Linked DNA regions of Mus musculus: all the other regions are linked to region 2. Evidence: chromatin contacts called from public HiChIP or PLAC-seq data. All regions are on one chromosome and are shown on one strand. Each heading gives the region's core, a stretch centred on a gene start, on an enhancer-like site or on the middle of the called end of the contact. The rest is flanking DNA. Distances are from core to core; before and after follow the strand shown.

Evidence for each region. HiChIP or PLAC-seq counts read pairs in DNA pulled down with a chosen protein or histone mark.
Region 1: an H3K27ac HiChIP or PLAC-seq map of microglia shows a contact between it and region 2, with 3 times the contacts expected there. The contact joins the enhancer-like site here to the promoter of Hipk2 in region 2. A contact is called at or near these places in 11 of 39 promoter capture datasets (the 3T3-L1 cell line, 3T3-L1-derived adipocytes, the C10 cell line and 6 more), 13 of 115 datasets of contacts at active chromatin or transcription factors (the 230-238 cell line, bone marrow-derived macrophages, embryonic hindbrain and 6 more) and 4 of 9 other capture datasets (adipose tissue, embryonic stem cells, liver and 1 more).
Region 3: a contact with region 2 is called in an H3K4me3 HiChIP or PLAC-seq map of embryonic stem cells, with 19 read pairs. The contact joins the promoter of Klrg2 here to the promoter of Hipk2 in region 2. A contact is called at or near these places in 17 of 39 promoter capture datasets (the 3T3-L1 cell line, the C10 cell line, the HPC-7 cell line and 12 more), 1 of 15 datasets of contacts at CTCF or cohesin (large pre-B cells), 4 of 484 Hi-C or Micro-C datasets (embryonic stem cells, nephron progenitors and uterus), 13 of 115 datasets of contacts at active chromatin or transcription factors (the 230-238 cell line, bone marrow-derived macrophages, differentiating embryonic stem cells and 6 more) and 4 of 9 other capture datasets (adipose tissue, embryonic stem cells, liver and 1 more).
Region 4: an H3K4me3 HiChIP or PLAC-seq map of bone marrow-derived macrophages shows a contact between it and region 2, with 4 times the contacts expected there. The contact joins the enhancer-like site here to the promoter of Hipk2 in region 2. A contact is called at or near these places in 14 of 39 promoter capture datasets (the 3T3-L1 cell line, 3T3-L1-derived adipocytes, the C10 cell line and 10 more), 2 of 484 Hi-C or Micro-C datasets (bone marrow-derived macrophages and hematopoietic stem and progenitor cells), 21 of 115 datasets of contacts at active chromatin or transcription factors (the 230-238 cell line, T-cell acute lymphoblastic leukemia, VIP interneurons and 14 more) and 2 of 9 other capture datasets (adipose tissue and liver).

The regions. Positions count from the first base shown.
Region 1 is chr6:38,686,938-38,694,519 of GRCm38.p6, forward strand. It overlaps a transcript of Hipk2 not described here. Among named protein-coding and RNA genes, the nearest start is that of Clec2l, 28 kb to the left of the region's middle. Within about 2 kb of position 4,379, at least 20 of the 459 cell types and tissues checked have an H3K27ac peak or open chromatin away from gene starts, as enhancers often do. A contact at or near this core is called in microglia, where this site is marked.
Region 2 is chr6:38,872,425-38,879,769 of GRCm38.p6, forward strand. It overlaps Hipk2 (homeodomain interacting protein kinase 2), which reads right to left and starts at 3,766. Exons shown (of 15, transcript NM_010433.2): 1 at 3,375-3,766. The coding sequence starts at 3,393. It also overlaps a transcript of Tbxas1 not described here.
Region 3 is chr6:38,631,574-38,638,560 of GRCm38.p6, forward strand. Klrg2 (killer cell lectin-like receptor subfamily G, member 2) reads right to left here and starts at 5,666. Exons shown (of 5, transcript NM_001033171.2): 1 at 4,803-5,666. The coding sequence starts at 5,493.
Region 4 is chr6:38,707,306-38,714,736 of GRCm38.p6, forward strand. The region is part of intron 12 of Hipk2 (homeodomain interacting protein kinase 2); the gene reads right to left. Among named protein-coding and RNA genes, the nearest start is that of 4930502C15Rik, 26 kb to the right of the region's middle. Within about 2 kb of position 3,381, at least 54 of the 459 cell types and tissues checked have an H3K27ac peak or open chromatin away from gene starts, as enhancers often do. A contact at or near this core is called in 3T3-L1-derived adipocytes, adipose tissue and bone marrow-derived macrophages, where this site is marked.

The DNA of each region.
Region 1 (7,582 bases), core at 3,129-5,628, 180 kb before region 2:
TTCATTAAAATTAGCCAGGCCTAAAAGGACAAATCATGAATGGCTGCTTGCATATGAAGTCCACGGGAGAGGCAAATTCTCGAGCCCGAATGCAATGGGTTTGATGGGCTGGGAAAAGGAACAGTTAAAAACAAAACAACAAAATCACGGAAGCCAGGAGCTGTGACATCTTCAAGGCTTTCTGAGGTAGGGTGCGTTGGGGGAAGGTGGGTAGGTGGAGGCAGGCCTGGGTGAGGCTCCAGTGGGGACAGCAGCCCTGGCAACGGGGCTGTGCCACACCGAGGTTGTCTTGCTATTGAGGGTGAAGAAGCAGGATGTAGGCCCGGGAGGGATGCTGGCAAGCTCATGGGACAGCCGTGCCTCGGGTCTCAGGGAAGGAATGTGGGCACAGATCGGGTCACCGTGGCTTGAGAGGTAATGGGGATCCAGGAGACTTAGCACAGGATTGGCAGTGAAATGACCACAGGCCCACCTCTCTCCAGCATGCGGACTATGACTCCTTTCAGAGACAGAGAGCAGTTACTTGCAATGGCGCCCCCTAGTGAGGCTTGGCTAAGGAAGCGGCTGGACAAAGTTCAGTGATTCCAAACAGTTTAATGTAATTCCAAGACAGTGTGATCACATCGCTACACATATACAATATGCATATGTGAGTTTACAGATTCAATTAATAACTCGCTTCACCTCAGAGACCGAGAAAATGATCAAAAAGAAACTGAGTAACAAGCTATAACAGTTCACCACAACAGGACCCCGCCTCACCCTACAGTTAGTAATATTACAATTAAAATAACTATATTCTTCTATAATTTTTCTGTTAAAATCATCTCATAAATTTACAATGCTATTATTAGTTTCCAAGACTAATATAAATTCACTCCATTTTTCTACAACGAAAATGATGATTAATTTAGAAGCGCACGACGTCATGATGAAAACAAGCATTTTAGTAGCAACAACTTCATCAGTTAAGAATTAGTTTTCTTGAAAAACATTCTAAAGCCAAGTAAAATATCCATCCTTATAACATACCTATAATGAGACTAAGGAGCAGGTTACATAGAGGTCTACGACACACTGGTTTGTCCTTAAAAAAAAAAAACCAAATTAGACATTTATAAATAAAAAAAAGAGGGACACGTCACAGAGGAGAAAGAGGTACACGAGAAAATACTGTTGCACGCGATAATCCCCACACAGGTTAACATGGATTAACACTTTATTACAGAAACCACACAGTGAAGGAACACGACAGGCCAGGGCTTTCCAGAGGCTATCAAGACTGAGCTGAGATGACCTGGGGGAGAAAGATCTAGGTGAGATGACCTGGGGGAGGGAGCCTCATTCCTTGGCCTTGGGGATGGGTACTGCCAGGTCTCCTTCTCCATGTTCTTGTTTTGGGGAGTGTGTCTTTCTGTCCTGAGCATCCTGAAGCCACAGGCAGTCGAAAGCTAAGCATTGTGACAGATCTCTCTCGCCATCTTCATGGTACTACTTTTTGGAAATGTGATATAATCAGGCTGTAGCTCAAAACAGGTGGCCAGAGCAAAAAGGGATGAAAAATTCCAGTCCTTATGATCTCTGTCTCCTCACTCTCCTATGCCTTCATTGCTGGGGACCCACAGAGAGCAGCAGAGCCTTCGGGGCCCCCCAGCTTTGCAGAGGTGAGGCCAGGGCCGGGTCCTGGGGCCTTAGCTGCGCGTGAAGCACGGCGTGTCTTGCTCATTGGACACATCGAGGCTGGCTCCAACCTCTAGAGGGCTCCTTTTCCTTCTCATCCATAAAGCTATACTTTTCTATCAGAAATTTGGCTTGATATATATATACACAAACATATATATCAACATCTCTATCTATACAATGCTTCTACTACACTAGGAATCCTGCAGCCCCAACATATGCCTTTCTTGTCAACTTCATTTGGTTAAAATACACACTTAAAGGGGTGAAGGGTGCTTTGGGGGCTATAAATGATTGTGTCCTAGGTAACCCATGGAAGAAAGCCAGCGTTAAATGGGCAGTAACACAAGAGAGGGATGTGGAGGGCAGGAAGCCAACAGACTTGGAGGCAGTGTGAATAGGACTTCTGCTTTGAAGGGCACATGGTGTGTGTGTGTGTGTGTGTGTGTGTGTGTGTGTGTGTGTGTGTGTGTGTCAGAGTCATAGAAAGCTAGAGGATGGCACAGTTAAGTCACTTTCAACTTCCACGTCCTTCCTCATAACCTGAGCCAGAGTACTGACAGCGTGAGCAATCCATGGACCAACAGCCGGGCGGGCGGGCGGGCGGGCAGGCGGGCAGCGAGCAGGGGCATGGCTCCCAGAGCTGAGCTTTCTGGGAGTCCTGAGTGCCTGAGCATGGATCTGCGGTGGGGAGCCAGAGGTGGGGATGGGGCCAGGAGAGTCATTTGGAAATTGGTTGAGAGGGAACTAAAGAGAAGACAGCAGAGCCCTTTTTATTTTTATGCTACAGTGAATTTACTTTTCAAATAATAATGAAAAGCCCATTTCCATACCTCTCACTTTTAAAAACATGGGTTAGCTTCAAAGACAATGAGACAAAATTCATTTGGTTTATTAGTGCAAAGCAAATCACACACACACACACACACACACACACACACACACACACACACACACACACGCACACGCCTAGGATATGACTAAGAAGCGTGAGAACAACATTCTACAAGGACATTCAACATACACAAGAGCATGCTGTGAGCGCAAACCAAACATGGGCGGTGAGGAGTCACCACAGGTCGCCACGGGTCCTCCACAGTTCAGTGGTGGCACAAGAGAAAACCAAAACCAAACAAAACCCAGTTCACATTGTGAGTTCTAGACCAGCCAGGGATACATGGTAAGAACCTGTCGTAAAGACACAACATAACAAAATACCCCAGTAAAAACCCAACCCAAACCTTACAAAACTGTCAGGGAAATTGACATTTCCTGTCTTCTCTTGCTCATGTCTCTGAAGCCTGCTTCCATCCCTGCAAAGCCCTCTGTCTCCAGGACCATCCCGCACTGCCCACCCCTGCCCTTTGGCTCTGAAGCCATCTTCTGAACTGAGTTTCACATCTTAGCCAGGCAATGGGTGAATTAAAGTACACATTATTTTACATGGGGTTTGTTTTAAAGAAAAAAAAAAACTGACAAAACCAGCAACACGTGGAAAATCCAGCCAGTGAACATGGGCACAGGGGTATTGTTCTCCCTCTCAAAATGCTGACCAAGGTTCACTGCGGACCCAGGAGCAGCATCCAGACCTGCAGAGCTGCTGAGTGCCGGCATCACCTACTGCCAGGTGAGTGGCCCGGTCACAAAGGAAGCATTCATATCAAGACAGTGTTGGTGAGGCGGCGGGGATCAGTCTCACCGCCCCTCCAAGCTCTGGCGCACACGGCACCGGACTCTGCGGATGGCCCAGGTTCAGGACTCGCCCTTTCCCATTCCCTCTTGACTTCCTTTCACATTCTTTCAGGTTCACTGGAAAGCAACAATAAGGGAAACACATGCATCAGGCTGTGGCACAGCATGAGTGGAACATGCCTGCCTTGGGGAGACAGCTTCTAAAACAAGAGTCAGTCAATCGCTGTGGTTGAAGATGTCAGTTATAAACAATTTTCTTTTTAAAAAGTACCAGATTAAATGTAAACTATAAAATACTTTAACTATAAAATGTAGCCAGAAGTCTGTATGAGTATCTACAGTCAGTTGTGTCATTTACTTGATAGTGGAGAACTCAGAGGGCACGTTACCTAGAGAAACATGCTCTGTGCACTTGAACAGCATGCTGATTATGACACGCAGACATCATCATCTCTTCTTGGTTTCACTTCTGGTGTAATGATGAGAATTTTATTCTCAGAATTCACTTAGGCAACAGTGACCAGGGTATGCGTCAATCCTTACTTTCAGCCCACAGGGAACAATTCATTGTCTTTTAAATCACAAGATCAAGCTGGCTACATGATTTCAAAAAAGGCTAGACCAGGACGAATGCCCACATTTGAGGTAATTATTGCCATTAGGGTCACAGTTTGTGTAAGATAATGTAGCTAAAACCTTCTGAAGATTTTGTTAGGTGCTCTGCCTGAGTTCCAGAACACCTACTGACACCAGCCAGGACCTCAGATCTACACTGGCTGGGTTTGCTTCCAATGGATTTAAAGTTCTACAAGAATTGAGAACTTGTGTAAACCACCTAAGAATTTAGGCAAACAAGCCTGGAGCCAGTCAGTACAGACATTTTTACAAGAAAAGAGAAACAAGAAACCCACCCAAAACAGAGTTTGAAGAAGTTAAAGCCTAGCCCTAAAGCATTTCTAGATTTTTGTCATCTCTTAGGTGAAATGAAACTTCTAGCACAGCACTCTCAACCCCAGGGCCGCCATGGGCCCCACCGACGCCTCCTCCTCCTCCCGTTCTGCGGCTGCTCTGCCCATTTTTGCTGTTGTCCTTCTCTTTGAGAAGGGTGTTTCCTGCAAGAAAATTCAATTTTGTTCTCTTCCCAAAAGTCCTCTTGCCTTTACCCCCTCCCCTTTTTTGTTTTTGTTTGTTTGGGTTTTTCTTGTTTTTGTTTTTTTTTTGTTTGTTTTTTGTTTTGTCTGTTTCTTCATAGAAAACAGAAGTTCCTGGACACAGACCCACATGGTATTTACAGATTTGGCATGAACCTGGCTTCCGGTTCTGTGCAGAGCTGAAGAGCGGGCCTATTACAGAGATCAGAGCTGTCATGATATTTATCAAGTACAGTAAAAAATAGCATTTTGGAAAAAAATATATACTTTTAGTATTGCCTTCCTAAGATTAACTATAAGCAAGAAAAAAAATCATCTTTATGTATTTATTTAAAAGAAAGAACACCTTCCCTGCACTCTCATGGGAGCTGCAGCAGCCTGAGTGGCTAAAGCTAGTTGCTAGAAACAGGAATTCCAGGAATCCCGAGGAACTCCCCAGAGACTTTTCTTAACGTCAAACTCTGCCTCTTTCACCTGCATCCAATCCAGGAACCCTCTTTGCACATACCTGCTGAAGTCCACTGTCACACGGGGGCAGGCAGAGTGTGACATTCTGCAAAGGACTGTCCTTGTTATACAAGGGAGGCAGCTGAGGCTGGTGTGTGAGCTCAGCTCTAGAGCCAAGTAGACAGAATATCTGACTTCCCTTCTTATTAGCTAGGTGGCCTGGGCAGGCCCCGGGGTCTGCAAGCCAGGCGCCTCCTCTGCACAGGTCCTGCACGGCTGCTGTCCTAGGGCTCGTCAGCAATTCTTAGCACAGTGTTTGGCATACAGGGAGTGGGAACATCGGATTAAGAAAACCAGAACCTGGGGGCTCTGAGATGCATCGTGTTCCCCTTTCACACATGCCACTTCCTCAGAGGGCCAGCTTTTCTATCTGTCACATAGTGGGTGTTGACTTCTTCCCATGGATGGATCTCTGAGGGGACATGGAGAAAGGGCTTGGCATATTGTGTGTGGATACTCAACAAATGTCAGTGAGTCCTTCCATGAGGGACACTGCTCTTGTGCAGCAAGAGACAATTAGTATAATGCTCTCCTGGATGGGTCTGTGATGAGGGACACTCAAAGGATTGGGGCAGGGAGGGGTTCTAGCTTAGAAGTCAGGCAGCATGGAGGTTCTGTGACAGGGAACCTCCAGGACCTCTTTTCTGGCAGCTCTGAGCTTCTGGTTGGAGCTACTTCTCAGGAGCTACCCCAAAGACTCGGGAAACCTTTCCTCGGGCGGTTACTACAGTGAGCCATAGTGCCAAAGTTCATGAGGTTCCTTTTGCAATTAAGCCTTATCTTGCCATCTTTGGTTCTCTAGTGGCTTGACCGACTTGTCTGGGTCTGTTTGTGGAGACTAAGGCAAGTGGGCCGATACTGCCATTGCCAGCCCGTCCTACACATTCTCAGCCTGGGATACAGTGTGGGGTCATCAGAGAAGGTTGCTTGCTTGTTTTCTAGCTTCCCACAGTAGCATGAGATCAATTAATCACAAAGGAGTGCTAGAGGGATATCAGTTCCTTGGAGTAGCAACATTTAGGGCCACTACTCCACTCCTCTTTGAAGATGAGTGGTTTTGAAATAACTGCAATGAAAAAAAAAAAAGGCAGGATAGAAAGGTAAGGTAAATGGAAGGTCACTGAAGTCATATTGCCCAGAAAGGACCAGGGAATGCATCTGTCCATCTCCAGATGTCTTTGTGAGGGTTCTTTGGCTATAGGAAGGGACAGCTTTCCTTTCCTTTCCAATTTGGTAAGGACATCTCAGGCTTGCTTAATCTTTAGGCTTCTCCACTGAAAATTTGTAAAGCAAATAAGAGGGAAAAACATGAGTGAGGGGCAAAGCCTGTGAGACCCAGGATGGAGTGTGCTGTGATCCAGTAGCTGGTGGGGTGTGTGTGTGTGTGTGTGTGTGTGTGTGTGTGTGTGCAGTCTCAGGCTGGGCCATGAAAGGAGAGCTTGCCTTATGGAATTCTGTCTGCTAGCTGAGGGCACAGAGCAATCTTCTTTCTGTTTTCTGTCCTAGCAGCTACATGGCAGGCCAGCAAGAGCCACGCCCACAACCTACCCTCCCTTAGCCAGATGTTGAGAACCCGGGGGAGGGAGGGGCAGGTGGGGACCCAGCTACCATCATCATCATGAACCAGCAGCAATACTTCCCTAAGCCTCCTAGGCACCTCACTCTGGTTTCCAAGAACGTAAACTCCACTCACATCACCCAACCCACTCCTCCACCACACACTGTTCAAAATGAGTGTTTGCAACATCTGAGACGCAGTCCAGGGAGCTCCTGTCTGCTGGGCTAACCTCCCTTCCTGACCTGCTCTACGCTGGCTGCTCAGTTCCAGTTCTTAGACAAAGAGAACCAAGCCAGGCTGGCTTTTACAGCTGCAAACAACTTTGTTACGAGGAAGGGGAGAACGCAATACAGTCAGGGACACTGGCCACTCGCCCCCTTTTCCTCTGAATCACATCAAACATCCATTCACAGGGCTAACTGGCACTACCACAAGCCTTGCCTACTGGCCTGCTCCTCATCCACTTTCCCAAGACATCACCCGCCGCACGAACAGAGACATGGGTGCCAGGGCCCAGGAAGAACCAGCGAGCAGCAGCAGCCTGCTGACCTGAGGGTCCCAAGGTACCACAGACCGATTTCAGACCTGAGCTGATTTCATCATCCTCATGCCGAGCAGTTTATCTTCATTAAAGAAGGCCCAGAGGATGCACCAGGGACACATGGTCTAGTAAGGACTAAGTGGCCCTCCTTCCACTGAGAGGATAGTCCCAAGGGCAGCAGCCTTTCTTCCATCTTCTTTGTAAAGGGATGCAGTGCTGAGCACCTCAGTGGGAACTTAGTGAGGATGCTAACTAGCTGGGATTCTGTGTTACTCCTGATGCATCAGCTCTGAATATGGGACTTGAGATCAAGGGAGGGGTGGTTGTGGGATGAGGTTTGCAGAGTGGCTGCCTTCTGTTTGGGGAAGCTATTGCTCCAATCCTTTCTTCACTGGGGGTCTGGTTGTTTCTGCCTGGTAGTGGGGTAAACACACACACACATCACAGTGCAGG
Region 2 (7,345 bases), core at 2,516-5,015:
AAATGCCTACTCCAGGCAGGAACTCTACTAAATAGACTCGGTTCTAACTGTATCCTCACACAATCCAATAGAGGCTAAAAGTTCTGAAAAGTAAAGGCATAAACTCATTCAACCCCCACTTTCCCTGATTTGAGTGTCCTGCCATCCTGACTAGTTTCAAAGATAAAACTAATGAGTTTGATTCACTATTCAGGTGTAGCAATAAGGTAAACAATGGTTATGCTTTGTTATTCACAAATGTGCGACAAAAACACAGGCAAAGATACAACAGACTACTCGTTGCAAACCTCTTTTCAGGGAAGATGATTCCTAATCTTATTGCTCCGTTTGCATCTTGGTGGCCAGGTGTCTTCGGGTCCATCTGATGAGGGACTTCAGCATGCCAGTGTTTACAAGTCTGAATGTGAAAGGTTCTTTGGTTTCCTCCACACTGATCAACAAGCCACGTCTCAGGCAAGTGAGGCATAGTTAACTTGGAATTTAGGTCTCTCTAGTTGGGAATCCAGAGTTACAGACCCCTGTGACTGACTTTTGCACTACATGCTGAAAAAGCCTTGGTAAGCAAGTTGATGGAGAAATATAATCACAAGGCAAATGTTTAACCTTCTAAGAAAATATCCCCCTTTATTACAAGAAGTTTAACTTGATCAGTATCAAGCCACTGAAAACTAATGTGATATTTATAAGCCGACTCTTAAAGACAGTACTGGAAGACTGTTACACTTTGCCACTTATTAATCCCTATTATCAAATATGCTTTGTTTCAAAAACAGCACACCTGTCTAGATTTCTACATTCCAGCCTTCACTCGGAATCTGAGTCACACTCCATTTGAGAAATTCCAGCTAGAAAGTCTCATGTGTAATTAGACCTCTGAGAAGAATCATGTGGAACTATTAGGAGGAGAAATCCCTCTTTTGGAGAAGTCTATTAAAAAAAAAAGTCCTGTTCATTTATGACCACACACACACACCCCACAGTCCCTGGGTTCTGGTGGAAATATGATAAAAGTCAGGTTCACTGAGTCCACAGATTGTCACTGGGGGTCAAGGGAGAGGTCAGTGTAGTGTTGGCCATACTCTGCACTGTGAGTGAGCATGGGCACTGGAAGCATAGGCCTTGACTACGGAGGTCATTTCTCTGTCTCATAGCATGCCTAACAGTCTCTCTCAAAAAGACCAGACAGGCCTGAGCTCTGGGCTGAGTAACTCTGGGTTGGTGGGGAAGAAGTGCTGAGCAAGAGGAGGAAAAGAATTCTAGAGATGTAAGAGATGCTCCCAAAGAAGAAAAAAAGCTACAAACAAAAGAACAATTAAGAGAACCCACAGACAAGGCCCAAGGAAACCCAGGATGGAAAGGAGGTGACAAATTAGGTTGCCTGGGATAGAGGAGGGCTGGAAAGTAAAACTCCAAGCAGAGAGAGACCTCTGAACCCCACAGTCCCACAGTGTAACACTTTACACACCTGTAATTGCTTTTCCGACACAATCACTAAAAGAACAATGTCCTAGGACCAACTGTGCTGGGTCTTACTTAGCCCCGGGGGCTAGCCTACATTCCTCATGGATTTCAAATGAAATCAACATAATCAATGAAGTTCCCAGGGTGGCTTTGTTCAAGGTTGACAAAATACATCCCGACCCACCTCCCCAGCTTCCTGGAAGAGGAATTTTTATTCCTCTATTACAGTTGTGAATTCAATGCCAAGTTCTTTCTAAAATGCTCACCCGGAGTGTCCAGCAGAGGGAGTCTCAAGGAGGTACTTAATAAAGAGAAAACTGTTTCATTTTAACACTCTAGACAGTGGGAGCTTTGACTGCAGCCCCCCTCCCCTAGACACAGATGAACAATGAATGCCCGACATGGGTTCTCCTACATGTTCACGTCCCCACTGGCATGTTTCTAGTCTACGTGGTGGAGTGATCCGAAATTTTGTTTTGTTGTGTGGAACGGTTAAATAGACCTTGTGTTCTTCGGAATCAAAGAGGAAAGCCCCTGGAATAACATTTCTCTGTTGCTTTCTAAACAGCCCCTTTGTTTCTAAGAGACTCTGGAAAAAATATTTACAGTCCATAGGTTATTTACAGCCTTGTTATTCAGAGCCTGAATGGTAAGAGAGTCCATGCAGAAACCTAATTCATTTAGAGCCCTGGTACTAATAACAGATTTTCTTTTCAGATAAGTTTTTTTTTTTTTTTTAAATCAGCCTCTCCTAACAGAGATAAAACTATTAATGAGATCCCTGTTTCACTCGGCCCAACAGTTCCCTGGGTTTATAGGATTACAATCTCCCCTAGCCCCTCCTCTTGGTTCCTGGCAAACCCGTTTCCCTCTCATTTGCGATTTCATACACAGAATATCTGAACAAAACCGAAAGAAAGCCAGATGGACCCACGCTAAAAGTATGTAAAGGGCTGCTATTTCAATGATTTCACGAGAGAAACATTTTCACGACGAAATAACTGAAAAAATCTGGCACACTTTGGTTGAAAAATACCCGGTACTACAAGCACACAAAACCCCATAGAAGAGTAAAAACTTAGTTGATTCCGGCTTGATTTTCTCGCTGCAAGCTGACGGAACTGACTGAAGAGAACCGAAAGAGTGCGCGAGGCAGCTGTATCGCCTTACCTTTTCTTTCTTCTAAAGACAGTCAAATGGGAAAAAAATCAGCCAACGCCAGGTGAAGGTGCACAGCACCGATCTACCCAGGCCGAGCCAGAAAACCTTCTTTCGCACCCCCTTCCCCGCCCCCCCCAAAAAGCCAAACTACATTCTCCCTTCCACACGCCAACTGCGGGGAGATTTTGAGCCTATTTCATTGTTCTGCCTGGGTCTGAAATGGACTTTTCATCTCAACCCTCTCTCATCGCTTGGCCCCTTTCAATCGGATTCCACAGCCACCACCACCACCACCACCCCCCAAAAATCGGAGGCTCGGGAAGAATAAAGGAGTGTGGGGTGGGAGTGGAGATGTTTGGAAAAGGGAGCAGAGAGGACGGACAAGTAGAAAGGAGATCGTTTAAAGGTAATGGGGGAGGACCGCATCACCTTCATTTATCACAAATAAACAGAAAGCAGTCACGGATCCGTCTTTTCCCACACGCCGCCCCCATTTCTTTTCTTTGGGCAGCAGCCCACCGGCACACACCCCCCAGCCGCCTTCTCTGCCCTGGAAATAAGATCCTGCTCCAGGCCGGCTCCGGTCCCGTCTGGACCCAGGATGGGGGCACCGGGGAAGGTCGCGAGCCCCCAGGACCAGGGCCCGGGGCTGCGGCCGGGGGCTGCCGGGCGAGGGGCCGCGGGCAGAACAAAGCTACGGGGGCCGCGGCTGGCCGAGCGAGCGGGGGGATCGCGGGCCGGGTGCCCCTTACCTTCGTACACGGGGGCCATCGGGGCCGGGGTGTCCGCGGTTCATGGCAACGGAGAAGGGAACGCGGCGCGCGAGCTCGGCCCCCTCAGCCTCAGTGGGAATCTGCCATCTTGAGCCTGTGTCTCCGCTCTCGGCGCAGCCCAGGCCGCCAGCGCCCGCATCACCGCCTCACTTGGCCGGCGCCGGGGGAGGGGGCCGGGCGGGCGCGTCGCCGCCGCCGCCGCCGCCGCCGTAGCCGCGGCCCGGGCCCTGCGCGGGGGGCTCGGCCGGCCCGGGGCGGCTAAGGCGCCGAGGCCAAGGGCCGGGCGGGTCCGCGAGGGCGGGAGCCGGGGCGGGCTGCGGCGGCCAGGGCCCGGGCCGGAGCTCAGCTCCGCATGGCTGTGAGGCGGGGGCGCCGGCAAAAGTTGCCCGTGAGGAGCAGGGGGAGGGGGCGGGGGCGGGGCGGCGCGGCCGGGCGCGAGCGGGCGGGCGGGCAAGCGCGAGCGAACGAGCCGGGAAGAGCCCCAGGGAGTCCGCGCGCAATCGAGCGCCGATGGCACGGATGCGAGGCGGGGAGGGCCGAGCCGAAGGGCAGAGCGGGGCGTCGGCGGGGGCCGAGCGCGGCCCGAGGGGAGCCGAGCGGCCGTGCGAGCGGGGCTGGGCGAGAGCGCGGTGCGCTGGCCCGCAGCCGCCGACCGGAGCTCCGCGGTGGAGGCGGCCACAACTTTGTGTGTGCGTGCTTGGGAGTGCGCGCGTGGGTGTGCGCGCGCCGGCCGACCGGGCCGGGGAGCGCGAGCGGCTGCTGCCGACAGCAGTCCCGCTGCCGGGCAAAGTGTCTTCACCCCAGCGCGTGCGGGCTCCGTTCTAGCCGACACGCGGGGGAAATGACTGGAGGGAGTGGGCGCGTAGTCCTCCCGGGAGAATGTCGGGGGAGCTCCCTGAACTGCTCGGGGAAAACGCAACGTCAGGATGGACGCCTGATCCCGATGTTTGGAGAGCCCTCTCCTCCATCATCCGGGTGGGAGGGTCCCACCTAGTGGCTCCAGGGTTTTGCTTTTTTTCTGCTCACTCGGGCCGGAGCGAAACGTTCTCTAAACTCTCCTAGCCTGGATCTCTGCCCTGATTTGCCTCTCCAGCTCGCTTCTGGACGTCTGCACGGGACGCCCTGCCTTTTGCCTCCAACTTACGAAAACTTGTTGAGTCCTGATATATGAATAGTTCATAAAAGAAATTAAGTGGGTGACAACAAAGCTTCTGAAAAGCCAACAAAATATTAGTATCCAGCAAAAAATATTTTGTCTCATAAACCCTTTATTTTCAGGTATGAATACTGGACACCTGATGTAAATTGTATTTCCTACCTGTAAATCATAGGTCCAAAACAGTTTAGAAGCTACCTTGAGGGTGGGGATGTAATATGATGACCTCTAACTCTGGAGAACTTTCTTTAAAACAAGCCCATTGTTTTCTTTTCTTTTTAAGACCATTGTTTTCTCACTATCTTTCCAGCTTCTGTATCCCGTGCCCATCCACCACCCAAAAATAAAAAAACAACCTAGCTCCTGCACACACGTGGCTGGTTTTGTTACTGGAAAATAAGTTTCACTTCATCTTGGGATGGTCCTTGACGGCGATCTTCTTTGCCTCAATATTTCATATTACATTACACTAGTGCTTTCCTTACTCTAATGTTCTTCACGTTGTAGACTCCTAGGCGACCATTGGTAAGGGGAACCTCAGAGATCATCTAGGCCTGCCTTGCCGTTTTGCAGTCCAAGAAGCCCACAACAGTAAAGGATATTATCCAATGATACAAAGTATTGGACCTTAACTTTAGATCTTTAGGCCCCTACGATCTTCCTTCACACTCTTCACTTGTCCCTTTCTATCCCCTTGTAATCCTTAACTGGTTTCCCTAGATTTGTTCATGGCCGGTTGCTCCTAAATACTGCTGCTCTCTCAAATGGAGTGGTTCTGGCCACTCCATGCTCCTACTTCTATCTTCTAAAGACTCACCTTCATCTAGTGCTAAGTCTCTTAGTTCCTTGGCTTTTAGTCAAGACAGACAGGTTCCAACTTACCTCTCCTAGGACATGATTTCAACAAATCACTGCCTCTCCAGCCCGACTGGTTTACCTGTGGTCCTCTGCCAACCTTGCTCATCTATGCCTTTGCCCAAAATGTCACATTCCCACAAGTGGTGTCTTCTCTCTTTAAAGAATTCCTACCTCCCTGCAGGTTGGCTCATTTCCTCCATAAAACAACCTAAATAATGTGAAGAAGACAAACCTGAGTTCAAACCCTAGTTCTCCCACTTGGCAAGTGTATGAACATGGTCTCCTTGTCTGACCTCACTGAACCTTGGTTTCTACATCTTAATTATAATAAGAATATTAATATGAATATACGCTCCCCTGCACTCATCAGTTTCTACCCCGCCTTTACTACATAGATATGCAATTGCTTGTTGCTTCCTCTGCCTCTTTCCATGCTGGTCAACAGAACTCTCTCCATTCACTTGTGGCACTGAACTTATGATGAAATGCAGCTAGTGCCTGAGGAACTAAACATTAATTCTAATAGGCACGGGTGGCTAGTGGCTACCATACTGGGCAGTGTATCTCTAACTATAAGCTCAATGAGGGCAGAAACCACACAGGTCTTACTTAACATGTTATCCCTAGCAACTATTCATTGCCTGGTGTATGTAGGCAATGGGTGGTAATGATAACTTATTGTGTCCTCACCTGTATCAGCACAGTGATTAGGAACTTGACTTTAAACAAACAAACAAACAAACAAACAAAGTGTTTCATACACTTCTCACCACTGCTTCTGAGATTAGATTCAAGAGAATTTGTTTAAATAGTAGGGGTTCAAGAAGAGGTAATGATTACTATTCCAAAGCCCTACTGATTTTCATCCTTTCTTTCCCTAGGATGATCCTCCTTTCGGTGTAAATCTTCTACCCCACCTGTACTGGCAGCTCCTTGGGGCAAGTTTCCCATCAGGCTTGCTAGGATAGCCTTCACCTCACTATTTGCCCCGGCTAGTAATGGCCTCTAACTCCATCCAAGATGCTGGTGCACAGCAGATAATCTGGGTAGTCTTAGTCTCTGTTATTCTCTGGAATGCCTCCCAGATAGACAGACACACATGTGTGCATGTGCAAGCATGCACGCAGGCACACACACTATGCAATAAAATGAAAGTGGCTTGTGTTATCTGAAAACATCTTGATGTTCCTTCCCATAGGAAAGCAGACACTGTGGGCAAAGAAATGGAGTCTCAAGAAAGAAAAGCACCTCCTTTTTAGGCCACTGTGACCAGAGCTGTCCCTTATGGATGCAAAACTTCAGTTGAGGAAACAAACAAACAAACAACAGCTGAGCTAGCATTTTTGGTATCAAATAGATGGGAAAACTGTACTGAAATGAACTTCAATTTTTACAAACCTCCAGGTTGAGGAGCACTAATCATCTCTTTTCCCTGTAGTGGCCACAGTCAAGTAGGTACTAGGCATAAGCTAACTACAAAGTGCCACTGTGGGAAAGCACGGGAACAGGAAAGATGGTCTGAGATGGTGACCTGTGGAGCACCAGTGTCTGAACCATGGGAAGAGGAGAAAGAGTGTCTGTGGATGAGAGGGCAGAGAGACAGGTGGACAGTTGGGCAGACAGGCAGGCAGGCAGGCAAGCAGGCAGGGAGACAGACAGGCAGACAGGCAGGAAGACAGTCAGGGAGACAGGAGGACTACAATGCCTAGAAGAACAAAGGGCAAGATGTGCAGTACTAGCTGGTTCTAAGAGCACCATGAGAGGAGATGGAAAGGTCTGTATAGATTCATTTGACAAACACATAAGATGTTTAGAAGAGAAAAAATAAGACAAGAAAACTAGCAAGGAGTTGGTAATCGTCTTCTTTTTAAAATACCTTTTCCTTTAAAAAAAAGAAAGGTGTTTATTTTATTGTATGTGTTTGAGCATTTCCCTG
Region 3 (6,987 bases), core at 4,416-6,915, 240 kb before region 2:
ATATCCAATAAAAAACTAATAACTACCTGAGGTAGTATATTAAGTAGCTTGATGGAATAAAGATATGTTAATATATATATACAATTATAAAATATTAAGAAATAATAAAAGTACCTTCTACAGGTATTTTCCTGTTCAATAAAGAAAAAAGAGTTTCAGACCAGGGGCTAGAGATGGCTCAGGGGTTAAGAACACTGGCTGCCTTTCCAGAGGACTCTCAATTTCCAGCAGCCACATAGGAGCTCACAACTAGTCTCAAAGGATCAGATGTCGTCTTCCAGCCTCTGCAGGCACCGGGAATGTGATGCATAGATATAAACACAGGCAAAACATACACACGTTAGAAGCAAAGCACTACCAACAAAGAGTATGTATAAACTGAGGTTCATTTCCAACAGGGCATTGAACCAGGGTCTTGTTCATGCTAGACAAAAGGTCTATCACCAAACTCTGTACCAGCCTTAAATTAAGGCTTGCAAAGAATAAAAGCAGAACTGGAAAGTTTGGCCAAGACAAGGAAGATAAACCCACCAGTCACTATAGTCAGACTCTTGCATCTGAACCTGGATTTGGCTTTGACCTTCAAAAAGCAAAGCATGAAAAAGCCCAGTGGGTAAGTTGTCCCACACCAGGTAGGGACACCCACTTAATGCCAAGTTGCTGAGCTTGGTGAGGACCCCCACAGAGCCAAAGAGCAAGGCCCCACACCACTGCTTTCTGTTTTCTCTTTTGAAAATAGGTTCTCTACAGCTCAGGAGGCCTGGAGCTTTCTGGATCAGGCTACTTCAAACCTGCAGCAACTTCTTTGTACAACCGCGCCACGTAGTGATTGCAGGCATCCGTTCACCACATCTGCCACATTTTCATTTTAAAATACAGGGTCTCTGCTGGGTGGTGGTGGTCCAGGCACTTGGGAGGCAGAGGCAGAGGCAGGTGGATCTCTGTAAGTTTGAGGCCATCCTGGTCTACAGAGGGAGTTCCAGGATGGCCAAGGCTACACAGAGAAACTATGTCAAAAAGCAAGCAGGCAGCCGGATGTGGTGGCGCACACCTTTAAACCCAGCACTTGGGAGGCAGAGGCAGGCGGATTTCTGAGTTCAAGGCCAGCCTGGTCTACAGAGCGAGTTCCAGGACAGCCAGGACTACACAGACAAACCCTGTCTCGAAAAACCAAAAAAAAAAAAAAAGGCAAGCAGGCAAAAATAAGACAGGGTGGCCCAGGTGGCCAAGAACACTTAGTCCTCTGCTTTAGCTTCCTGGGAGCTGGGACTGCAGTGTGAGTCACCATGCTGGGTTTACAAGGTGACTCTTAAGTCACACAATTAGCACAGATACCCTCTATACACACTCAACTTGTAAGAACATAAGACATATCCAGGTTCCCTTAATGTCCTCTCCCTTCCCCCAACCCTGGACCTTTAAGATTCTGCAGTTACTGCTAAAGGACATGATGTCCCCAAAAGAACAAAAAGGGGCTTATGCCTGAGTCAGGCTTGACAGGCTCACCTCCTGCTCAGGGCCTCTGTCCCCTCCATGCGGTGACATTGGTCTTACTCTGCACTGAGTACCAAGAACAGTCTTGCTTCAAATTCCTAACCACCCCACTACACCATTAAAACCTAAACCATCTTTGGAATTCTAATGTGTCTCGCCTTCAAAGAGTCCACTTCCCCCAGCCTCATTCCAACAGTCTCCCTGGCCCTCTACGCTGTAGTCAAACTGACTTGTGCTTACACTTTTTTAATGTTCCCTACTGCCTGCACAATATGGAAGACAGGGGCCGGGTGAGGCTTGTCTTCAGATCCTTCTCCATAGGGCGTTCAAATTCCTACCAACTCACTCAACCTTGGTGGTTTGCTAATTTTAAGACAACCACCAAGATCAAACACCCCGTCTTCTCCCCAGAGGGATTGGTGAATAATACGTTCTGACTTGTACAGATAGACTGACTGAGAAGGCACTGATGTGCCAGGTATTGGAGATGTGGGCAAGTCCATGCCTCTCCCTTCCCTGAGGAGATACTTAGAAGGAGCAATCGCAGCCTGTGTGGAGAATCCTGGGATAATGAGGCACAATCCAAACAAGAGGAGTATGACACGGAGACCCCTAAGTTGCCCTTGGAGGTGAGAGAATGTGAATCCAAGCCAAGACCCAGGGAGACGCATCCACCACGTGGGACTGGATCGTTATCCAAGCAGGATCCTGCAGACCAAGGCACCTTTTATTTTTCCAGTTCTTCCCATGCTTTTCTTTGTGAAGGGCATGTGGTCCACCATTCCCTTTCTCGGCTTCATGACCCCCTCTTGCTTCGCCAGCTGCCTGAACAATTGGTAGAGAATTGCCCAGCATGCATCGAAGCTCCAGGACCACACAAACCAGGTACAGTGATACATTCCTGTAATCCTAGCGCTTTGGAGGTGGAGGCCAGAGAATTGGATGTTCAAGGTCATTCTTCAGCTATATAGTGAGTTGGAGACCAGCTAGCATATATGAGACCCTGTCTTTAAATGTGTCTCCTGGTCTTCAGTACCTTCACTAACAGCTAGACAGCTCCTTCAGGGTACCTGCCCAAAGAAACAAGGGACTAGACTAAGCAACAGCACCCCCAACCCTCTCCATAGTAGCTCGCTCCTTCCAAGGTCACACGGGGCTGAGAAGTATCCAGCCTGTGACATCTACCAGCTGGGATCCAGCAAGTCAGAGTCTCGCCTTAGACTGCATCTCTCGTGATAATCAAGCACTCGGAAGAATTCCTCATCCAAGCAGGATCTTGCACCTTATTATTATCTCTCTAACTCTCTATATAATATATATTAATATATATTAATATATTAATAATATATATACTATAATATATGTATATTATAATATATAATCTCTCTAACAAGGTTTCCTTTTTGGACAGGCATATGGCCCACCATCCAGATACCCATCAGAATGGTGGGAGAGATCTCCATCCTTCAGCTAGCTTAGTTGTACCCGGCCCGTGGTCCTGCCCACTGCTCTGCCTCCTGATCCTGCCCTCTGCCAGTGTTCCTGTCTCTTCTCAGCCTGGCGTTTGCCTCAGCCCTCCTCCGCAACACTGTAGGAGCTTAATTTCTAGAACAAACCCAACAATCCGACTCTTTAAAGGATCTGATGAAGGAGCTAGAGAAACGGCTCAGTGGTTAAGAGCACTGGTTGTTCGCAGCACCCACAATCTGGCTTCCAACTAACTGCCTTTACTTCCCGTTCTAGATCTAACACCTTCTTCTGGCCTCCAGGAATGGAAGTGGTATACAGACATACAAGCAGACACTCATACACATAAAATAAAAAATTTAAAAATATAAAACATAGATTAAAAAGCTATAGGCTGGTATAACATCTCCCTAAAGAGGAGCATGACATTATCCCTAGAACAGTGACAAAACTAGGGCCATTTGTCAAAGAGGAATTAAAGTTCAGATGGAGGTGAGGGTACTGCTCAGCTGGCCCTGAAATCGAGGCTGTCCTGGTCTCAGTGTAATCACGAGGGTCCTTACCTGAGAGGAGGGAGGCAAAGTGCCAGAGCAGACAGATCCCACCTAATACTACTTGGGATCAACAGTGAAGGATCTCTCACTGAGGTGAAGTAAGGGAATTGCCCCGGAGCCTCAGTGAGAGAAGCACTGCCCTGCTGATAGCATCTCCTTAGACTAGGGAGCCTGTGTCAGACCTCTGATGCAAGATACCAAGTTTGCATCAACTAGAGGCACCGAGCGAGCGTGTGGGAAACTTGCAATAGCAATGGCGAACCCATTCCACATTGCAGAAATCTGCTCACAGAGTTCTAAAAGTTTTTCGTGATCTCTGAGCTCCCCCCCCCCCCCCCAAGGACTCCTGGGTGCTCCCTACCGCTTAACTTTTCCACTGCCCCACGTTTGGGCAGTTTGCTTACTGGGCAAGGTTCTAGTCCCTTCAGGCTTCTCTGTTCTCTCAAGGCTAATATGAACCTCCGCCACCCACGACCTAGGGTGGCCCAGTAAACCAACCACAACAGAGCAATTCCTTACTCTAACTAACAACCTTTAGGGGGCTGTACTGGTTACTGTTTTGTCAACTTGGCACAAGCTAAGATTTTCTGGAAAGCGGAACCTCCCTTGAGAAAATGCACCCACCAGATTGGCAAGTACAGATTGTAGGCAAATCTGTAGGGCATTTTCTTAATTACTACGGGCGGGTGCAGGTGGGGTGGGTGGTACAAGAAAGAAAGCCGAGCAGAAAGCCAGTAAACAGCTTTCCTCCGTGGTTTTGCTACTGTTCCCCTGTTCCCGCCTCCAGGTTCCTGCTTTGGCTTCCCATGATGATAAACTATAACCTGTAAGGCAAATACAACCTTTCCTCCCCAAGTTGTTTTTGGTCAGCATTTTATCACAGTAAGAAAAAGTAAACCAACACAGGGGCTTTCTGCACTGCTAGACTTGCCTCTCCTTCACACGCAAAGCAAAACACATGCCATCTGGCGCGGGGCCAGCTCAGCGTGTGTGCTGATGGGTGACCCTCCTGAAGGCGGAAAGGAGCCCAGCCCTTGGAAGTGTACCCAGGCCACCACTGCCACGTGATTCTGAATCATCTCCCCTCACCTTACCCAGAGTTCTACTTCTCCAAGATGCTGCGCACACTAAGAAGGAAGGAAAGTTTCCGGGAGGAGGGCTAGGGGCAGGATCCTGGGTTGATTCTTATTAATTCTGAGACAGAAGCAGGATGGATTTGGGGGCAGCCAGATTGGCTTCTGGTTAGTCTAGTTCAGGGACCGGGCACGAGCACTTTTGAGCACTCACCTATGAGCGTGATGGCCCGCGGCAGTTTCTTGCCATCTATGCCTGCGCGCTGCAGCAGCGCGTCATCTTCTTTGGTCAGTCCGGGCTCGCGGCAGCGGCAGCGGCAGGCGGGCGAGCCCGGGGGGACCATGCAACCCTCAGCGGGGCTGACAGACTCGGTGGCGTTCGCGGCAAGCGGCGATCCTCGGCTCCACGTGGAGCCTGGTGACGGGGCGCGGGGCAGCCACTGGAGCGTGGGAGCGGAGCGGCGGGCGAAGGCTGGCGATTCGGGCACTGGCACGGTGAGAAAGCGCGTGGACGGCGCAGGCGAGGGCGCGCGACTAGCCCCAGCCGCGCCCACGGGCTTCACGCGCACGTCCACCTGCAGCTCCACGGGCGCCCAGGACGCGGGTGCGGGCTCTCCTGACGCCGTCCAGGGCTCCAGCTCCGCCTCTCCATCCCGGGGCTGCTCGGCCCACGAGGGGCTCGGAGACGGCAGCTCGCGGCTGCACGAGCCCAGGCGGCGGAAGGCGCCGTAGCCCAGACTGAGCGGCGGTACGCGAGGGGAACCGGACAGGGCTGGAGACGGAGACTTCTCCGGGAGCTCCTGGGGCTGCGCGTCCGGCTCCTCCCACCCGGTCCGCTCCGGCCTCGGGCTGTCTTCGGAGGCCCTGGGTTGGGGCGCCTCCGCCGGGACCTGCGGCGGCTCCATTCCCGAGCTTTCCGAGGGCTCCTCTGGGGACCCGGTCTCACCCTGGCCTCCTCTAGACGCTTCCCGGGTCCGCTCCGTCCTCCGCGCCGACTCGAGACTCGCCGTGCGAGCGTCGCGTTCTAGGCTGGGTCCCCAGAAGTTTCGGGTCGTTCACGTTGTCAACTAACAGCTTCACTAGAGGACCCTGTGTGATTGGCTGTGGCTATGGATTGGCCACACCCTCGGAACTCCAGCCTGGCCTTTCCGTGGCACCGGTTGCTGGGAGGACCCGGTTGAGCGAGTCACAGAGTGGGCGGTGGCTCTTAAGGCAGCACTGGGAACCCAGAGACTGGCAGATTCCTTCCTCTCCTTCATCCCGAGCCCCACCCGTTACCCCTGCTGGCTCTGTGCTGCGGGTGGATTCAGTTGTAGACTGAGTGGGAAGGGATTGGCTAAATCTGCGTGGATAAGGACTTCAGACATATCAGAACAAGGAAAAGTGATGGCGACAGGGTCACCGGTTGTGGTTTGGAAGCGAGTGAAAGGTTGAAGTCCTGATTCCAACTCTGGGAGCTTGACTACTTGTAGACTTAACACGGAGAACGAGGAATGAGCCAGACGCTTTGGTCCATGCCTGTAATCCCATCACTCTGGCAGCAGAGACATCTCTGTGAGTTTGAGGCCAGCCTGGTCTACATAGCAAGTTCAGACCAGCCTGAGTTTATAGTGAAACAAACAAAAATAAAAACGAAATAAAAAAATCAAGGAGAGAATGCTCATTTCCCCATGAAGTGTCATGTGCTCTACCAGCTTAGTGAGGTAGCATGATGGTTCGAAGACAGCTTTGTGGAGAGCTTTGTGGATTTTTCTGTTTGTCTTGATTTTTGTTGTTGTTGTTGTATTTTATTTTGTTTTGCCGTTTTGGTTTCATTTTGTTTTTTGAGACAATCTCTCTAGGTAGTCCTGGTTGTCTTAGAACTCGCTATGTAGATCAGGCTGTCCTGGAACTCACGGAGTTAAAAGCATGCTGAGATTAAAGGCATGCACCACTACACTTGGCTTGAATACAATTTTTGTTATTATAGACTTACTTGTAGTGTTGACATGTATGTAGCATATGCCTGCTTTTTGAAGCTCAGCTATTTTGAACCTCGAGTTGCAGGCATTTGTGAACTGCTGGATGTCGGTGTTGAGATTTGAACTTGATTTCTGATGATAGGGCAGCAAGTTCTTATTGACAAACATCTCTCCAGTTCCTAAATAGCCTTTTAAAATACAGATTTGTTAAGGTCCCTTCCGAACTTCCTGAGTCTGAAGAGGCATGAGGCCACTACTGTTTTTAACCAGTACTCCAGGGTAGGGCTAGCAGATAAAAGAGGTAGTTTAAAGCAGAGGCAGTTGAGTTTGAGGTCAGCCTGGTCTACAGAGCAAGTTCCAGGACACCTGGGACTGCACAGAGAAACCCTGTCTTGAAAAACAACAGCTCGCCGGGCATGGTGGTGGACGCCTTTAATC
Region 4 (7,431 bases), core at 2,131-4,630, 170 kb before region 2:
CCTCAGCAGATCTCAGGGGCTACAGGTAACTGTATCTGTGCCAAGAATTAGAGAGCGAGTCCCCAGGAACAAGTTCATGAACCTGGATAGCAGGAAAAGCAATGGCGATGTGGAGCCAATGTGAAAGCTGGGGAGTGGGGAGGGCCTGCTGCTCTTTGCTGTGTGTCGGGAGTAGTCGCTGGTCCTGAGCAGAACTGTTTGATGTCCTGTGGTTGGCTGTGGAGTATCCCTCCCACCTGCACAGGTACATAGTGCTTCTGGGACCAGGGATGGAGCTGGGAATTCATTCCGGGAAAGTTCCCAAGGGGGATGCAGAAGGCGTGCTACTCTGTTCTTCACTCAAGACTTCTGTCACTGTCACTTGTACTTGATTAAATGACCCAAACACAGTGGCTCCTTTTACAGTCTCCTGAAATGGGAATATGTTCTGCTGCAGGGCCATGATCTGTAAGTCAAGGACCCATGTGAAGATAGAGGTTGGCTCCCAATGTGTCCCTGCAAATGGTGTTCTAGTTTTGGCTCTGCTGTCCCTTGCCAGGTGGGACCCTGGGCAACCACAGCCCTGTACCATCCACCTAGCCCTGACCCACTCTGAAATTACTAGGGAAAGTGGGAGAGAGTATTTGCAGTATGAAAGGGCCCATTTTGAATATCCCACAGAGATTTATTATGAAAGACATTCAAGATAAAATCCAGTCTACTGTTCATGTCAAGAGAAAACAAATCTCTTCAGCGAGAGGGACTTACACATGCACGGGGTCCTGGCCATTTCCTGCTGAGCCTCCCTTCCCTCATCATATCCATTATTTAGAAAGCGAGCAAGCAAAGCAACAACATACAATACTAATTTTGACCAAACTGTAATCTGACCTCAGACACAATTTAAATTGTGCCCATTTGGAATTTGTAACCCTGATTTGCTAATTATGGAGAGGCTGTAGTTGGTCCCCCCCCCAGATTTTATATATGTATGTATTTATTTATTTAGTCTATATGGGTAGCTGTACTGATGGTTGTGAGCTATCATGTGGTTGCTGGGAACGAAGGTTGCTCACTCCAGCCAGCCCCGCTCGCTCTGGCTGGCCTAAAGATTTATTTATTATTATATGTAAGTACACTGAAGCTGAAGGCACACCAGAAGAGGGCGTCATCCATCATTACAGATGGTTGTGAATTCTCATGTGGTTGCTGGGATTTGAACTCAGGACCTTTGGAAGAGCAGTCAGTGCTCTTAACCACTGAGCCATCTCTCCAGCCCGAAGAAGCTCCCGTTTAATGCAGATAAAACTTCCTAACTGCGGGAACTTTCTGAAGGCACACTACACTACCTCATGAACTAGCACACTGCCAATGAAGGAAGGCTTTCTGCAGAGTCCCGTGGGAGCGGGAAGCGTGGCTGTAACTGGGTGCTACCTGTCGCTGTCTTGTTATCTGGAATGAGGTGGGGGCAGAGAAGCTCCCCAAACTCCTCCTGAGGTTCATACTTTTCTCTGTGGCTGGGAAGTCCCGTGACTAACAAGCAAAATCACACGGCAGCTTAACATTGTATCTTTTTATACAGTTTTGTATCTGATAGGTTTGGGAAAGGTGAATTAGTGTGATAGCTCTGTTTCTATTCTTGTCTATTGCTAGAAATATCTGCGTACTAGGTAAACATACTACCCAGATTAGAGAACAGTGGGGAGCTGCTAAACAGCTCCCTTTAAAAACCAACCACACCTCTGAGATTGGCACTGCTGGTTCTTCAGGCTCCTACATGTCAGTACCACGGGGACTCGTTCCACCATTGTCTGTGATTATTATTGACAGTTTATCAATCCCATTCTGAGCTGGTTAATGGAAGAGAGAGAGAGAGAGGGGGGGGGGAGGGAGGGAGGAGGGGAACGAGACATATTTGCTCAAATGGCCTTGACAGACACCACTTCTGAATAAGAAGCAAAGCTGCAAGAGCTCGAGACTCCATTGTGTTGTCATGGCAATAGATGATTTTCATCATTTTAAAATGATGAAGGGAAATAAGGAGCTAAGAAGTATAGAAATGAACCGCAGAGGAGGAAAGACAGGCACAGGAGCAGGTGCAAGCCTCTGACCCCTCCATCCCTGTAGGGTCCCTTCTGGAATGTAGTTCTGATTTCTATTTGCTAATCTCAGTCAATTTCATCCTTCAAGACCAAGGTCAAAACTCATCTCCTCCAATAAACTTTCCGTGACTCCTCTATCTCCACTGACTTCAGAGAAAATACCATATGTGAAAACAAACCCCAACCTCCTGCTCTTCCATTCCAACACCGATGGCATACACGGGACACACATCAAATACATACCATTCAAAGTGCTGCGTTTGTGTTATTTCCTTCAGTCCTTAGAACAGGACTACACGGTAAAGACAGTGATTACTTTCCTCTTGTAGAGGATGACTGCAGATAAGGAGGGTTTCGGTCCTTCGCTTGTCCTAGATCAAGCCATCTGCAGTCTTAATCACTACGCGACATGGCCCTCTGCCTCCCCAGTGACAGTCCTAGCAAATGCTGCAACAGTAAAATGAGGCAAACGCTCCTTTCTGGTGTCTCCAGGGCCCATTTGTTAAGAGTGGCTTTCTGGGGCATGGGGTGATTTCCATGGAGAGTTTCCCAGCTGAAGGAAATAAGACATGAGGGTTCAGCCAGCCTTACTGCTTTGATCCCCATGAGCAGAAATACCAGTGGATTACTTTTAACCTGCTCCTACTGAGGAGGATAAGCAGCAGAGCCTGCAGACTAAAGTCCTCCTTTTGATGTTCTATAGCTTTTAATTTAGCTATCAGGTTGAGAAACGGTACCTTAAATGTGTTTGTTTACTGTTCACGTATGTGTGTTTGTGTGTGTGTGCTGAGGCATGAGGAGCACAGTGTCCTCAGGAGATGTCCATCTTCTTTCCTGAGACAAGGTTTCCCTCTGGCCTGCAGCTTGCCAAGTAGGCTAAGCTAGGCTAGTCAGCCACTGTGTCTCAGGGAATCTGCCTGTCTTTGTAACCCCAGGGCTGGATTTACAAGCATGCACTACCATGCTCAAGTTTTTCATGTGGGTTCTGGGGTTCATGTTCAGCTCCTTATGCGTGCATGGCAAGCACTTTGCCAACTAAGCTATCTTCCATTCACCACAACTTTAGTATGGTCCATATATTTTATTCAAATGGTATTCTCTGTTATCTATATCTGTATGTATTCACTTGCACATCTGTCTACATTAAGGTCAGCCTTCACATGACCACTCTGTAGGACATCAGAAAGGGGCCTGGAAGGAGGTGCTGGTTTTCCTTCCCCTTTCTTCAGTAGTTAGTTCAGCTCTCTCTTCCTCAACCAGTCTGACTCAGCTGGCTTGGGCTGCGGTACATTAAGCCCATGTGTTGAGCACGTGCCAGAGCAGATCCAATTCCTCTCTGGTGCCCATAGCCCCAGCTATGGAAGGTGAGGAGTAAAGAGGAGGCTGCCACACATCAGTGTGGCAGTGGTATACTAGAGCATGAGGATACGATGCTGGGGACAGACAGGTTGCAGTGCTGCCTTTTCAGGATGCAGCCCTTCAGCCTTGAATGGAAGCCTGTGATGAAGATGCACTGAGGATGGCTGAGTGTACGGCTCCCATTGCTGGGGCTGAGTCACAGGACAAACAGGTTCCAACTTAGGCATGTGTTAGAGCACAAACGTCCCTTACATGGCGCTGTGAGTCTGGCTTCTGGGTTCCCTCCCTCTAGTTGGCAGTCACTGGCCAGGAGCACATTCTGATGCTGGTTGTGCGGGGCTTCTTAACCAGGATAGGAGGGCAGTGAGGTTCCACTGTTGTAGGTGTCAGTGCAAAGAGATTCCAATTCAGGCTGACCTCTTTGCTCAGGTAATAATAAATGTCGTTTTTCTTTCTCTGGTTGTCCATTTTTCAGGCAGAAGTCATTTGAACAATAGTTTCAGACTGTGACTTATCTGAAATAATTTTACCACCTTTTAAATTTAGTACAAAGAAGCAAAATATCTTGTGTCAACTCTTTTGGGGGTGGGAACTAAATCCAGAGCCTCATGTATTCTGGATAAGCAACTGAACTACAGGCCTAGCCCTCCATTTATAAATATATATAAATATTTTAAGAGTGACTTAGGACATTGCTTTCTTATCTAAAGCCTCCTGTGATATTTATGATCCCATTTTCTTAGAGGTGACACTACTGGCAACATTAGCTGAACAGCCCTCACGAATCTGCTTGTGTGTTATGAAGTGTGGAATGTAGAAGTACCCTGTGACCCACCTTTTCTACTAGAGAGGGACACCCAGTGAGTCAGTGATAGGCATGGGAATAACGGACCCTGGAGAAAAAGTCTTATGCTAATCAGCTCAATGAATCACTTTGATCAGATACTTAAAAGTTTTCCTTATGACAGGCGTTTGCACGTCATGGCTTCTCTAAGACTGCGTCTGCATAGGTGAGTTAGGTATGAGGATCTTGATAAACAGATACATCTTTGTAAACACTGATCAACAAGATTCCATGTTAAAGGAGACAGAGATGATGAAATGCTTCCCTCATCAAAAACACTTAAAATAGGCAGGTTCTACTTAATTCTGGGAAATATAGGAAACAGAATGCTTATTGTTTAGTGTTTCTGTTTTTATGTCTACTCTCTAGCCATGATTAGAAAAGTCCCCTAGTCTACTAGTGAACCACTGAAATAGAGAAAACACATTTATTAAAATGTTACGCAACACTGGCAAATTTTAAACTTCTGCCCATCTCCTGAGACTGCCACAGCACTCTAGAGTACCTGGTACCTATGCCTTCAGCTCCTCATGGCCCTGTCACAGCTCCCTGCATATATTGGATGCTATCAGGGGACTGGTTACAGAAGGTGAAGGAGAGACTTAATAACTGTAAAGTTAATGACTAAAGAGAAATAATTATTAAAAAAATTTCATCAATGGTGTAATACTTCCGGAATGAATCCAAATTCCCTTTCTTGAGCCTTTATTAATCTGACCTCATCACTTGGCTTTCTTGGGCCGTAGTTTCCTCATTTATTGAGTGGAAATAGAAGTGACAAGCAAACTGCAGTAAACTGTGTGCGGTCTGCTACGGTTCCCTTCAGTTCATCCTGCCCCATGTCTCTACATGCTGTGGATTCTCCTGCCCGGCCATTTGCTTCGGCAACTAACAGTGCCCATATTTGTGGTCAAGATCTTCCCTTGATATTCTTTTAACAATTCTAGGCAATGCCATCTAGTTTTGGAGATTGAGTGACATTGTCAGTGAGGCCTAAATATGTGGCTTATCATTTATCTTATGTTGATGCTAAAAGTCACTCTGTGGTCACCCTGTGAGTGTTCGTGACCCTTGATGCTTTAGCTGTTGTGCAGAGACTGAGCCACACTGGGAAACAAGCAGCATTTGAGGACCACACTGGACTGAGCCACACTGGGAAACAAGCAGCATTTGAGGACCACACTGGGCGCCTCAAATGCTAGATCTGGGGTAAGCAGCAAGGAGGGGTTCAGACAGAACAATCAAGATGCTCACCTCCCAGGAGAAATGTGGTTTGCTGGCAAGGATGACCAGAGTTAGAGACTGGTGCTTTGAATAAGATGTCCCCAGTAAGTCTTGGGCATATGAATACTTGATCCCCAGTTGTCTGTTTTGGAGAATAAGGAGGCGAAACCTTGATGGAGGAAGTGTGTTGCTGAAGGAAGGCTCTGAGGTTTCAGAGGATTTATGGTTTTGAATTAGTGCTCTTTGTCTCCCCTGTGGTTTGAGATGTAGACTCTCAGCTCTTCCTGTTGCTGACGGATTTAGCTCTGCCATCTGGATTCTAACCCTCTAGAACCATAGCCCCAAATCAACTCATCTGTGAGTTGCCTTGGCCATGGTATTTTACCATAGTAGAAAAGTAACTGGTCAGAGTGTCTCCAAAGCTTGAACAGAAAGCGGGAGGATAGGGGATGCTGTTCAGCTTTGGAGCCCATGGCCAAGTGCTTTTTTGTTTAGGTGCAAACAGTATAGTCTTGGTTTTCTAGGCCTGATGCTTTTCCTTGAACTTCTTCGAGCCTTCTGACAAATCCCTCATTTCCATCTAAGGGGAAATGCCTCAAAAACCATTCCCATGCCCACCCCATTTCCTCCAACATTCTTCCTTCTCTTGGATAAGGCTTGCTTCTGGGACACTCTGTTTGCTCCCCTTTGGCACTCTGCCACATCAGTCACCTCACTTAAGTCTGCAACTCTCTCCTAAACTCTCCTGAGACTTCGCTAGCTTCTCTGGAGGAGATGTTCTACTTCCTGTCAGAGTGATTTGTACGTGTCTTGTCACGCTTATTATCTGCAAGCCTCAAGAAGAGAGAGTCTGTCCCCTTATTTGTATACTACTTGAAGTTCCAGCCATACTGTCTTACAATGGTGGGGCGGTAAATAGTCACTGTGTTAAATTTCATGGTAATTACAATTTCCAGAACACATAATCGTAAGTTCCTTTACTTTCTAGTTGTTAAATACAGTCATGGTTACGTGATACAATTACACAGTGGTTTTTCTATTAAGAGCTATTGGCTTCAACTAGACTTTTCTATCTTTTTGGGTCCTGAACTATTTTCTAAGGCAACAATCATATCTCTGCAGTAAGTATCACTACTGCATCTTCCTCTGCAAGCTCCCTGTCACCAGGGTGGGTGGTTGAGGCCCTTTACCATCGCTTTGTGGTTTAGTCTGCAGTGCAGTCCCCTGTATTTCCTATGTATCATGCCCCTGTGTTCAGGGTGTGGTTCCTCACATGTCACCTACCCCTGGTTGCTGTCCACCTTTACTCTGGGCCTCGGAGTCATTTTTATCACAGTTCTCACAAGCTGCCACGCATTTCATTAGGTTTCCTCCAAGGGACACAGTTCCACATTGCACTTCCTTCCGCTTTCAGTCCTCCTGGCTCTCTGGCCGCTGCAGAGATGGCACTCGCTGTCCTGCCCTCCTACTCTCTAGTCAAGCCTCTCCTGAGCCACTCGTGTTCAGAACTGCTGTCAATTCACATCTCAGACTTCAAAAGCGACATTGCAATCTAGTTGACAGCCAGGTCTTTAAATTGCTTTTGCGTTTCTCCAGCTGTGCTCAGGACTGCTCAGCTTTTCTTAAACAGCGCTACAAATATATGCACAGGCTTCCCCAAGCCAGGGGCCAGTCTGGGGCAAGAAGAGTCTTCCTCTCTGGAAGGAGACCAAGCCCTTAACATTCTCAGGTTTGGACGGATGGAACACGGACTCAATTTGGGGGCTATAGTCACAAAACAAAGTGAGGCCAGTTCTGGAACAGGCGGAAGAATGTAAAGTAATATTACGGTGCAAAACCATGTGCCTGGCCTCACCAACCCTCTGTCCCTCAGACAGATAGCAGATGGCAGGGACAGAAACACAACAGTGCAATATCAAATTA